2 separate regions of the Danio rerio genome follow, and region 2 is linked to region 1. Evidence: chromatin contacts called from public HiCAR-type data. All regions are on one chromosome and are shown on one strand. Each heading gives the region's core, a stretch centred on a gene start, on an enhancer-like site or on the middle of the called end of the contact. The rest is flanking DNA. Distances are from core to core; before and after follow the strand shown.

Evidence for each region. HiCAR-type assays count read pairs that join an accessible place to other places.
Region 2: a contact with region 1 is called in a HiCAR-type map of caudal fin, with 8 times the contacts expected there. The contact joins two enhancer-like sites. A contact is called at or near these places in 7 of 18 Hi-C or Micro-C datasets (caudal fin, embryo, fibroblasts and 2 more) and 2 of 4 datasets of contacts at active chromatin or transcription factors (caudal fin and embryo).

The regions. Positions count from the first base shown.
Region 1 is chr14:29,145,398-29,152,239 of GRCz12tu, forward strand. The region is part of intron 12 of arhgef37 (Rho guanine nucleotide exchange factor (GEF) 37); the gene reads left to right. Among named protein-coding and RNA genes, the nearest start is that of arhgef37, 45 kb to the left of the region's middle. Within about 2 kb of position 4,079, at least 40 of the 62 cell types and tissues checked have an H3K27ac peak or open chromatin away from gene starts, as enhancers often do. A contact at or near this core is called in caudal fin, where this site is marked.
Region 2 is chr14:29,247,847-29,253,923 of GRCz12tu, forward strand. ppargc1b (peroxisome proliferator-activated receptor gamma, coactivator 1 beta) reads left to right here. Exons shown (of 12, transcript XM_073921837.1): 4 at 3,681-3,803. Among named protein-coding and RNA genes, the nearest start is that of ppargc1b, 43 kb to the left of the region's middle. Within about 2 kb of position 2,850, at least 7 of the 62 cell types and tissues checked have an H3K27ac peak or open chromatin away from gene starts, as enhancers often do. A contact at or near this core is called in caudal fin, where this site is marked.

The sequences.
Region 1 (6,842 bases), core at 2,829-5,328:
TCTGAATGCTTGTGTTTAGAAAAATATCTAAAAAAATATTATGTGCTGTCATCATAGCAAAAATAAAAGCAATCAGTATTCAGAAATGATATATCAAAACTACTATGTTCAGAAATAAGTTTTAAAAAAAAAAACAACTTTTTTCCATTAAACAGAAATTGGGCAGGAAAAGGGCTGCTAATATTCAGGAGGGCTAATAATTCTGACTTCAATGTATACATACAGTTATCTTCCTCCCTGCAAAGGAAAGAGAAATAAATACAATAGAATAAAAATATGAAACAAACTGTGCTTTAAGCATCTTCACTGTAAGAATAAAACTTTAGCTACAAAAATCCTTCAGTCAAAAGCAGAGTGAGTTTCTCGTTTCGTTTGATTAATGATAAAAACAACATCGCGCGCTGTCTCTTTGATGGTTTCTCTTTCACGTGTCTTTTGATCCTCAACTCGTTTGTTTATTACACAAATGAGGGTTATTATGAATAATCATTAAACACTGCGTTTTGACACCTATTTGACCATTAAAGCGATCACATTAAGATGACTTTAGATGTCTGCGCCTCGTCTGTTTCGCGAGGTGCGCGTGCGGTCAGTGGAGGTGTGCGATGCGGCGCCAGGCACAAGTATAATTCCAGCTTCAGTGTGCTGATGAGACCGAATGCTGATCGGCCGCTTGCTTCTGGCTGTGTGCGCAACAGCTGGAAAGGGGGCGGTATATGATGCAATAATCGTTTATCTCGATTAATGCTTTTTCATAAACGTTTGAAGCCAAAATCGAAATCAGATTTTCGATTAATCGCACAGCCCTATTATATATATATATATATATATATATATATATATATATGTATATGTATATATATATATATATGTATATGTATATGTATGTATGTATATGTATGTATGTGTGTACTAATTTAAATTATGGCCAAAATAGGCTTACCAATATCTCTTTGACTGTCCTCTCTACCAAATGGTTGACTATATTTTTACTGTTTTAATTAATGACTGTTAAAGTCATTTACAGAATGACTGTTTTAAATAATGGTTTACACACATAGCATTGTTGGTTTACAAAAAAACAAATATACTTCTTGTTGCACTACTACACTTTATTTTGGTTTTAATGTAAAAAAAAAAAGAAAAAAAGAAAAGAAAACATGCTAGATGAGAATTTGAAATATTTTTATGGCATACTTTAAAAAATAAAGATGATTTAGTATTTGGAACTGTTTTATTTTTATTATGTTTTTTTTAAATAAATTGGCCTTACATTCCATATTTTTTGATTTTTCAAATTATATGTATTAATGCCGGTACTTTTACCATAAACTGACATATCAACCATTTGGTGGAGGTTGATATTTTAGAAATGATGTAATGTGTTGAAAGAAATGCATTAAGTGTGTTAACTAGCAACATTAGGAGTCAAAAAATAATTCTTTGTGGGGTAGTTAAAGGTATATTGACATTTTTTTCAAAATTTTTGATTTGCTGCCATTTTAAACTATACATTTTTTTTCTGTTTGGCTGGTAGGTGTCAGACTTTTATTTTGCCAATGATTACTGAAACAATTAATTTCGATTTTATTTTATTTTTTTAAACTGCTTCACTATAGTGTTTCTCAACCATGTTTATGCAGGACCACCAACACTGCATGTTTTAGATGTTCCCTTTGTCTGGCACACCCTTTATAGATCTTTCAGTCTCTGCTAATGAGCTGGTGATCTGAATCAGGTGTGTTTGTTTAAAGAGACAAGTGCTGCGTCCCAAATAACACACTATTTACTTGGGCAATTTAACACTTAACAGCATAGTAAAAATATATGTAATGTCATCCCAAATGGAACACTAATGGGTTTTTTACTAAGCGGAAATTCAAATCATTTCCCAGATGATTATGACTGTTGTCAAACCGCATTCACCATCGGAAGGTGGTATAATCACTCTCGTAGGAGAATACTGCGTTCACAATCCACAATAAATAAAGTAATCCAACATCAGTGCCCGAAAGCTCCGCCGCTTCCGCTACATTAGCAAAGCTGCGACTGTTGAGTGCGAGAAGTGGCCAACATTACACATTTCATTTTAATGGTTAGGTTGTCCTACCCGGACAATGAACTTTTTCAACCATTAAAATGAAATGTTGAAATGAACTACACTGCAATTAAACTCTTTTCAGAGTTTTCAGTGTGAATGCACTACTTACACTATGTATACTACAAAATGGCGTAGAATAGTGCATAAGTATGTGATCTAGGACACATCTATGGAAAATGTGCAGAGCTGGTGAACGTGGTTGAGAAACACTGCTTTACTATATCCAGTTGGCCACTAAAGCTTTGTTATTAGCGACACCGATGGCCTTAAAGTGAACTACAGCCAGCTGTACAAGGGAGAAAATGCAATTTAAGCCTCTATATCAATGGTCTCAAACTCAATTCCTCGAGGGCCACAACTCTGCGTAGTTTAGCTCCAACCACCTCCAACTCACACCTGCTTAGTCTCTAACAGTCTTGAACACCTTGATTAGTTGGATTAACTGTTTAATTAGGGTTGGAGCAAAACTGTGCAGAGCCGCGGCCTGTCCAGGAATCAAGTTTGAGACCTGTGCTCTATATGCACCCAGAAATGTTATTTTATTCAAATAGAAAAAAGAATTTGCAAACTATTCTCCAGCACTTTATATAAATAAACACTCTAAAGGATTTTAGACAATCACTTTTATGATGATTCCTTAACGTGTTCAAATTTTGCAATAAAAATTGATGAATGCATACATTCTTACATATAGCTTCTTTAAATGATATGACATGTTATTTTTATATCAAATTTTATTTTATTACTTACTGGAATAAAAGAGAATCTATATTTGATGATGACTAAAAATAATTGTGGAACTTTCTAGTTGTCCACCATTAGCAGTTCACGCCTAATAAAAATACACAGCTTGTTTGTATCTAACACATAAATAATCAGCTATGTAATGGCATTCATGCATTTTAATTTGTCATCCACACACTTTAAATAGTGTTTTAAGTGTCCAAATACTCTTTCAGAGCTGCTGCATATGGTGGATATTGAAGACACTGTAATCGCATTGAATTTTAAGCTATTGTTATTGCTCACGTGCACATTCAGTTTTGCCAACTCCACTGTTCTGCAGTTGGTGACCTCGTAACCTCTGCGATGAAGGACTCGACCCACATTGAAATATTCCAGACAGAGCTAGTGCAGATGACTTACTGCAGTGTCTGTCAAAAACTCACGTGCGTGCAGTTGCGTCTGCTGTCCACAAGAGGCACCAACGCCCTCTGTGAAAGACGTTACCTTACAGTGTTGGATTTAATCCTCCAAACAGAATCATATATTATTCATTTGATCCTCATAACTGCCTTAACAGGGATCCATTGGGAGGCATTTCCCCTCCGGCTTGTGTACAGCCAACCAAATATAGCATGCACGTATCACTTTGAAAAGATATTTATTTAATTTAAATGTCCAATCTCTTATTAAATTGAACCGTCGTACCTTTTATCCATCTTCATGTTTATAGAAGTGTAAATGAGATACTGTTGTTATTCATGGAAAGCAGCAAGCAGCTTTGGCTGAAGTTCTCTGATTGACCTCTGAATGCTCTATTTACGCAGCAGCAGATTAAACCCCTGACGTGTTTGAGGGAGTATTTCTGTCTGCTGCCTGCATGCGGAGGTTTATTTCGGAGATATGCATTGGATTCGAGGCTGCTTTTAGCCCAAGTGCATCTATTCCTCCGAGAGTGTGCAAATGTCACGGCGGGGCTGATGATGATGGCTGTGTTTTGTCATGCTGCAGGCAGAGCAGAGATGCTGCGGTTCTCCGTCCGAAAGAGCGCCGCCTGTCAATCGCTCCTGTTTCCGTTAAAAGCTGCTTGTCAGCGCGGCTTTGATGCACTGAACCCCTACAGCTAGCGCTTCCTCTCTCTATGCGACAGAACTCAAAGCTCTATAAATACATTTCTCTATTCAAAGGTCTAAAAATAGCTCTCTTGTCGGCAGGATCCCTCTGTGGCTCCCTCTTTCGGAGATTTTGGTTACTGCAGATGGAGGGAAGTGGCGTCTCTCAGATTACATCAAATCGCGTCCTGGCCCTGCTGGCTGTCTCAGGACAAGAGCCATGGGGAAATGCTGTGGTAATTAGATGTATTATTTAGCTATCACAACATTACATTGTTTGAAACATTTCCTAGTTGAAGGACAAGCAAAGCTATCGTCGCATACTGGCTTTCTGCGTTAGATCTAGTCTGTTTGAGTGTGTATAAGGAGGATAAGCTGTGCAGCAGGGGGTTATGCAGGAAGTCTACTGTAAACCTCATTTCTGTGAGTTAATGTCTTGGTGGTATTGAACTGAATTCATATTAAATTGCACGATCGCCTCACAGAAAGAAGGTCGCTGGTTCGAGCCCCAGCTGGGTCAGTTGGTGTTTCTGTGTGGAGTTTGCATGTTCTTCACGTGTTCGTGTGGGTTTCCTCCGGGTGCTCCGGTTTCCCCCATAAGTCCAAAGACATGCGGTATAGGGGAATTTAATAAGCTAAATTGGCCATAATGTATTTATGTGACTGCAAGAGTGTATGGGTGTTTCTCAGTGTTGGGTTGCGGCTGGAAGGGCATTTGCTGTGTAAAACATATGCTGGAAAAGTAGATTGTTCATACCACTGTGGCGATTCCTGATTAATAAAGGGACTAAGCCGAAAAGAAATTGAATGAATATTGGTTACTCGCTTTCTAAGAATGAATATCTGTACATAAGTAAAACTTGCGACATTTAATGCTCCAGGTGCATATTTATTTTTGAATGCATAAATATATGGTGTGTAAAATATGATGTGTGTTTTTTTTTTGCATGTTTAATGTTTACATTTATTTCAGCAAGCTAACCAGTTTTTTTGGCTTTTTTTCAAATAACATTAATTTATTTTAAGTAGTAAAATTTTTACAATTAGATGGTTTTAGGCTTTACTAATTAATAGAAAAATAATTAATTTATGCCTCCGTGAGAATATTTAATAAAGACATATAAGATATATTTATAAATATGTGGTATACATTCCTAAATGAATATTTTAATAACACAATATTATATTGTTACAATTTTATCACCTTCATTGTTCAAAATGTCTAAACGGCTTTAAAACAAAATGGGTGAGATCGCTTGGTGAAATCCAAAAATCTAATTGATTTTATTAATCTAGTTTTACATTAAAAACAACAACATGTGAATGAAAAGCCGTCTGCTCTTCAATTACTTTGCGACCCCTGGGGTGATTACGTTATATTAAAGACACCACACATTGATTTTATGGCACCGGTTAAACTTTCTGACACCTTTACGGCACTCACATACATAAAAAATAAATAAAGGCCACAAATGAGCATGGAGGATATTCTGCGCAATTGGGGTTCTTCAAAAGTATATGATGAATAAACTTGGGCCTATTGATATGTGTGCACCATTGTGTGCAAGGTTTATATATTTATAATCACCTCAGAGGATATTGGGGGTCTTGAGTCACTGGCATTTTGATTTTGAGGATCATGGGCTGAAATGTTTGGGAACCCCAACTATAGAAAACTGCATAATAAAATGTCATATTATTTGTTAAATGTATATTACAATTGTTATATATGGCAATATAACGGCAAGTGACTTTGTTGAAGTTGAAAAGTTGAAGTCAAAATTATTATAGCCCTGCTTTTTTTCTTTTTCAACTAATTGAGCAAGGAAATTTTCATAGTAATTTAATTATTTTCCTTATTTCATGGTATCCACAGGGTCCTAAAAAGTCTTTAAATGTTTAAAATCTCAAAACCTAAATTTAGACCTTAAAAAGTCTTAAATCTACTGAAATATTGTGTTGTAGGTCTTAAATCTTTTTTTTAACAGGTCTTAATTGTCCTTTGTTCATAGCTGCTCAATCTGGCCATTAACAATCAAACAATCACCAACAATCCCAATCTCAATAAAACTTGTATCTTTTTATCAAAAAAAAAGCATTTAATTACTTTCCATATAGTAACATTTGCTTAAAAGTGCTCCATTTATTTACTGCTGAGGATACTGACCAGATGTATTTTTTTAATATTAAATTATTATTATTATTATTGTGGACTGAAGTAATTGGAAGCTATGTTTTGTGCTAATCTTGGTAAGGGTTATAGGATTTGGGAGTGGATATACTTGAAAATGAATAAAAATAATATTCAAACCAAATTATTATGGTTTTATTAAATGTATTAAATTTGTATATTTTTTTGATAGGTCAAGTGAAAATATTTTCTTACTGGGATATTTCCCCCCAAAAAAATCCTTAGCATTTAGCTCTGTATAAGTCTAAACTTTCAATCACAATGTTCTTTAAAATGTCCTAAAACGTCTTACGTTTAACTTTGTGAAACCTGCTGAAACCCTGTATTTGTTTTATTTCGGCTAGAGTAAAAGCAGTTTTAAAAAAAAATTTATTAGTATTTATTTTTTATTTTATTTTATTGTCTTTTTATTAATTTTATTATTTACCCTAACCTGCCTATTACCCTAATTAATCTAGTTAAGCTTTAATTTTCACTTAAAGCTGAATAATAGTATCTTGAAAAAATCTAGTAAAATATTAAGTACTGTCATCATGGCAAAGATAAAAGTTAAATTGTTAAAACTATTATGTTTAGAAATGTGTTAAAAAAAATTCTTTCCCTCAAACAGAAATTGGGGAAAAATATACCGGGGTTAATTACTCAGGAGGGTTAATAATTGTAACCTCAACTGTATACATAGACACAACAAGGAATCCTTGCCGCAAAGCATCCT
Region 2 (6,077 bases), core at 1,600-4,099, 100 kb after region 1:
GAATTTTTCTCATTTTGGGCTTTTTTTGTTTCTTTTTTAAGCAACCGATCTAACAAGAATCCTCTCCACAGGCAAGGATGTGGAGAACGTGGACACACTTTATGTGGATCTTTTTGCTTCGGCTTTTTTCTAGCTTTTCATTTTCCAACTCATCCCACTCCTCTTATCTTTCTCTCAGCCTTATAAGAAAGTACTGTGGCGGTACCATGGCACAGTGATGTCTTCAGATGGCAAAAAATGGACACTTTGGTATATTCCATGGCAATAGATAATCAAATAATCCTGAAAAATGGCTAACACAAGAATATTAAGTAGCAAGGCATGGGCCGGTATAAGATTTTGAGGGTATGAAAACCTTGGATAATAATATCACTATATTAGGGTATCAATATATTATATCAATATATTAGGGTATTGTGATTACTGCTCTAAAATAAGTTCTTTTTAAATGTCTGGGTAATAAAAACCAAAACGTTTTCCCCTCTGAACACAATACATTTTATTTTGAGATATTTTGGAGCAGGAAACATGTCTGACTAAATAATTCAAATAAATCATTGACCTCTGCTGTCTTTGTTAGTTTCAAAAACACTGATTTCTTTTTAAATTAAAAGTCATCATGGAAATATTTTTTGCTGGAGATACTGAAACTGGTTATCGTCCCATGCCTACAAGTAGCATAATGTTTTTTTATTTTTTATTTAACATTGATAGTTATTTAAAAATGTTTCCTGTGGACCATATCTGCATATTAGAATGATTTTTATGATCATGTGACATCGAATAAATAACATTTTAAAAATTAAAATGAGATATTTTTTAATTTTATCAGCTAAATTTGGCATTAGTGTCAATGAAATATTACAAATCTTGCCAACTTGAATTAAAAATTTGAACACTAGTTGTTTCCATGGCATTACCAGCATATTAGTGTCCAGCAAACATGGTTATACCATGGTACTTTTTTAAGGGAATGCTTTTATCTACTTCCCAGATTTCTGAATCCTCCAGGTGACAAAACGGACCTCTGCAGAATTGCTTTTTGCTCCCTTTTCCCACCTTTTATGGGAGAACCCTACTCTCTCTTGCTCATCTCTTTCCTAAAACGCCACTTCCTGGAACAAAATGCTGTTGTTATCTGTCCCTTTCAGCTCACAAACCCCAACAATTTAATCTGTGTATGTTGTGAAACCAGTTATAACAGTTATTACCCGTTGGACAGCTTTCCTATTCTACTCTTGTCTTTTCCCCCCTTTTTTCCCACTGCTTTCTTGTTTAATGCTGAACAATTGGTTGGCATAAGCTGTAGTGTGTTGTTGCTGTTTTTCCAGTTTGTGATGTGTGTTTTGTGATTTAATTTTTTCCATAGAGATTGGTAGCACTTACAGTAATGTCTCACATTTCATTCAATAGCTTAACAATTCACATTGTTCTAGAAATGCATTGTTTATTGCCCATGAAAGGGAACCGTCTGATTACTGAGATAATCGCTGTCTTCTTTTGGTGTTGCTGCAGTGTTACCAAAAAAGGCTATAACTTACAGTGTTTAGAGACAAATTATAGAAGATATATGCGAAAGAGAGACAAATCCCTTTTAAATTGAGGACAATTATGAAGATTTCTCAGAGAATGAGACTAGTACTTTTAAGGTGCCAGTGGGGCTGACATTACCAGTAGAGTAAATTGTAAACAATGTTTATTTTTCTCATTCAAACTATAGTGCACAATCATGCAGCATAGAGCAATGTTCTGAACAAAACAATTTACAGAGCTATCACTTGTTAAATGTACTACATACCAAGATACTTTGATTGGTTAATATGAACAGATTTACATATTTTGAACTAAAAATAAACACCAATTTTAATTAGCCTATTTAGTAATATATATTTATTATTATTTAGGAGTTTGTTCATAATACAGTAATTAAATTAATTGATACAACTTGATATGCTGATAATGTAATATTTAGAAACTGCAGCTCAGTAATTTGGGACCAATAAGATTTTTTATTTTTTAAAGAAATGAACGTTATAATTAGAATTTATTCATTCATTTATTTATTTATTTATTTATTTATTTATTTATTTATTTATTTATTTGTTTGTTTATTTATTTATTTATTTATTTATTTATTTATTTATTTATTTATTTATATCAATGCATAAATGACTTATACAAAACAATGCCAGAGGTGTTTATTAAAAATATGAAAAGCATAGTTATATAAAAGTAATTATAATCAATTTGATCAAATGTAACAGTGACAACTTTTACATCATTACAAAATGTTTGAAATAAATGACGTTAACATTTTTAAGATGTTATCCTGCTAAAATGTATCACAGTCTACAAAATAATTACTGAACTGCTATTTTAAACATTGACAATATTGAATATATTAAGAAATGTTTCTTAAGCAGAAAATCATGAAGGATCATGTGACACAGAAGACTAAAATTTCAGACTAAAATATATTCAATATTATTAATGACCATAAATAAAAGCATTTAAAACACTTAACACATGTTAAAACCATAGGGGATATAGGAATATATAAGTGTATGTACCTGTATATTTATTTATCAAAGTATTTTTCAATAAACAAACAAAAAAACCTATTGAACATTTAGAATACATCATAAATATACTGTATTTTTAAAACATTTCCAGACACTTTTGACTCCAGCATTTTTCTAAACAAAGTGCCTGGAAGTTACAAGTCTAGACAGATGCACTACCATGTTAAATCATTGAGTAACAATGGAATTGTTCCAGTATAGTTTAGTCTGGGCATTACTGTCATACCCAAGAGCTGAGAGCCCCCTCTGCTGGCAATGGCTACAGTTACACCTCAACCCCTAAATGAGGCCAGCCTGTGTGCTGAACAAGGGGTGCATTGAAGCACCAGGAAAAGAGAAAGCAGAGCACATGTTTTCATGGCATAGATGGCTGGTGCATGCCAAAATGGCTTGGTACACAGAAGCTGAAACCCTCAGCGCCCCTTCAGTTTCCTCAATGGACACTGAGAGACATGGACAGACCTGCCAAGTTGGCACATTAACAATCGCTTAAGGGACTCAGCAACACATCTCTGCTTCTTACTTTGCTTTCTTTAGTTGCGCTGATCATTTAGGACTCGCACTTTCAGTTATTTTAATGTCTTGTTCCTTCAGCAGGAAACTTGAAGTAATGCTATAGTAATTTATAGTAAACAACATAAGGATATTTGAATCGTGCTATAGTGAAGTTGCAGTAATGCTATAGTTGCTATGATTACACAACAACTAGTAATATAAACAAATGACCCAATATTTTAGTTTTCTTCTACTATAACATGTATTAAAGTACAATACACCACAGTTTACTGTAGTAAAAGTACAGAATTTATTAGTTTATACGTTTACTATATGAAATACTACAGTGCTTTGTAGCATTAATTAACAGGAAGTTATAAATGCAGTATTTTATACAGTGCAATACTTTTTACTGTATTATGGTTGAAAACTTACTATAAATTACTATAGTATTGTTTATTTTACAATGTTTTTGTAGATGTACTGACAGTCTTGATAAACAGACGTCAGAGATTGAGAGATTCTGTGTTTGTGTAAGGTCTCTGTTTTAAATGCGCCATGTGAGATCAAATTTTAATCCCTCACCTCTCGTTCCCTCCACAGCTGAAAAAGCTCCTGTTGACACCCCCTAATGTGCCTGTGGGCCTCGAGTCGCACAAAGACAGTGGCGTTCATCGTCATAGCAGTAGGAACCAGCATGTCAAGCCTGTGAGGCCCGTGCTAAAGGTGAGAGGAAATCCATTCATTATGACTCTAGCTTTAAGCAACAGCACATATTTTGGAAATAGGCTAATTTTACCATTTAGCTGATCTCCAGTTCTGACAGGAGCATATTTAGCCTAGCATATGTTAGCATCATCTTAGCTCAGTCAAAGTCCCTTTAAGGCAAACCATTTAACTCGGCGGCCATCTCTGAAATGCCTCTCGGCAGTATGCTCTTTCTGAATGGGCACACATTAAACTCAAAACTGTTTGGCAAGTTTACAATTACATTACATACTTGGAACCACCAATAAAATTAAACAACAGCTGTCTCTTTAGTTTTGTTTCTTAACGTACGAATCAAACAAAATCAACATATTTTCTGGTTGCCCGAGCTAATACACATACACACAAGATCACGACACCAACCTTATTTAAAACTGTTAGACATTATCATCCTCTGGATAATGGCTGTCTGATCATATAGCTCTTCTGCAGTAATCCACTACTTTGTCTTTATGGCGAATCTCCTCCAGAAATAACAGAGACTGTTTGTTTAGAAGTTTGTTGGCGTTTGAGTAGTTACTGTCATGTGATGTGCATTTGACAGGACAGACTGTACTTTATGTACGTTTCATATAGATTACGAAACCAAAATAAGTTTGGTTTTAAGTGCAAAAAAATACTTGGTTCATTTAAAAGTACAGATTTCAAGCTTTATGTGGTTATATTTCTTATGTCTGTGAAGCGAAAATTGGCAGAGATTCTAGTGTGTTTGTTGAACAACAAATTGTAAAAGTACACGTCTGGTCCGAGCTTTTTCCTCGGAGAAACGTCAGTCTAAAGCAGGGGTCACCAAACTTCTTCCTGGAGATCCGGTGTCCTGCGGATTTTAGCTCCAACCCTAATCAAACACATTTTAACAAGCTAATCAAGGTCTCACTGGGTATACTTGAAACACCCAGGCAGATGTGTTGAAGTTGGAGCTAAAGCCTGCAGGGCACCAGACCTCCAGGAACGAGATTGGTGACCCCTTGTCTAAAGCAATTAATGATTGGCTTCTGTACTAGTACGCGGGGCTTCATTCACCATATTGATTAATAGACTTTTCCCATTCAAAACTATACAAATGACATGTCTTGTGTACTCTACAGTCTTTAGCCACTTTCAAACAGTGATACCGGTAAATATCTGGAAAATTATGGGAACGACTTTACGGTAATTCAAAAAAGCGGTGTTTACACAGGCAAAAACTTTACGGAATTTTTCCAGAAAAGAGCATTCGCACATCCATTTTAAAATGCCAGTAAATTCTGTCATCACTAACCAAAATGATCTCTAAACAGCTGAAGGGGTCGGGCTTTTGTTGATGGTTGATGGTACATAAGATGTGTGTTTGTGTTGGCGTTTACCAGCTGCTTCACGTGCACAAGCGGCAGAGCTTGAAGGTAAACAAACAGCAGTATATCATAAGCATTTTATCGATAAATTTTTACACAGTTGGCATTAAGAAAGAAAATAGAAACAGTATCTTGCTAACATCTAGCAGCTAAATGTGTCTGAAAAAATATTAAGTGAAGTTTTTTAAACTAATTTCGAGAGGAGCACGTGATATGATTGACTGCAGCACATCTGTCCTAACTCACTATAAGTAGCCTAGCTAGATTTACTCCCTTATCTTCATTTTCCCAAGAAACCCCCCATCCACCCCTTTCTCCTCCTTTCCTCCTTTAAAAAAAGGGGAGCTCTCGAGAACCACCTGATCTCGTACTCCCCTCTCATGCTCTATGGATCTGGCGGGGGCCCTGGGCTTAACTATCTCCGAGCTCAGGGTTCTCTCCCAGTACAGCATGCCAAACCTGCTAACAGTTGTCAAGCAATATCTAAGTGTGAACTCTTGAAAAGGATATTATTTTCAAAAACAGCGCAGATGTGGATGCATCTGAACGTTCTGATTAGCTAAAATAGATGTCTCACGTCAGCATGTTCTAGACATGCACGCGCTCACACAGAGCAGCATTCCAGCAAATTACCGTTAATGTTACAACTTCTCTTTCCGGAAAATTGCCGGGAACAAATTTACCGGTATTTTATAAAAAGGGCCTGTTCACACATGATCCCTTTCCAGACATTTGCAAGTAATTTTCCAGAAAGGTCTGTATGTGTGAAAGGGGCTTTTGACGTAGTTTGGCATAAATCGTTGAATAGACCATTAGTATCTCCCTCAAAAATTTTTTAAAGAGTTTTGATAATTTTCTTATTTAAAGCTTGACTTTTCCTACTTCACGTACTAAGACC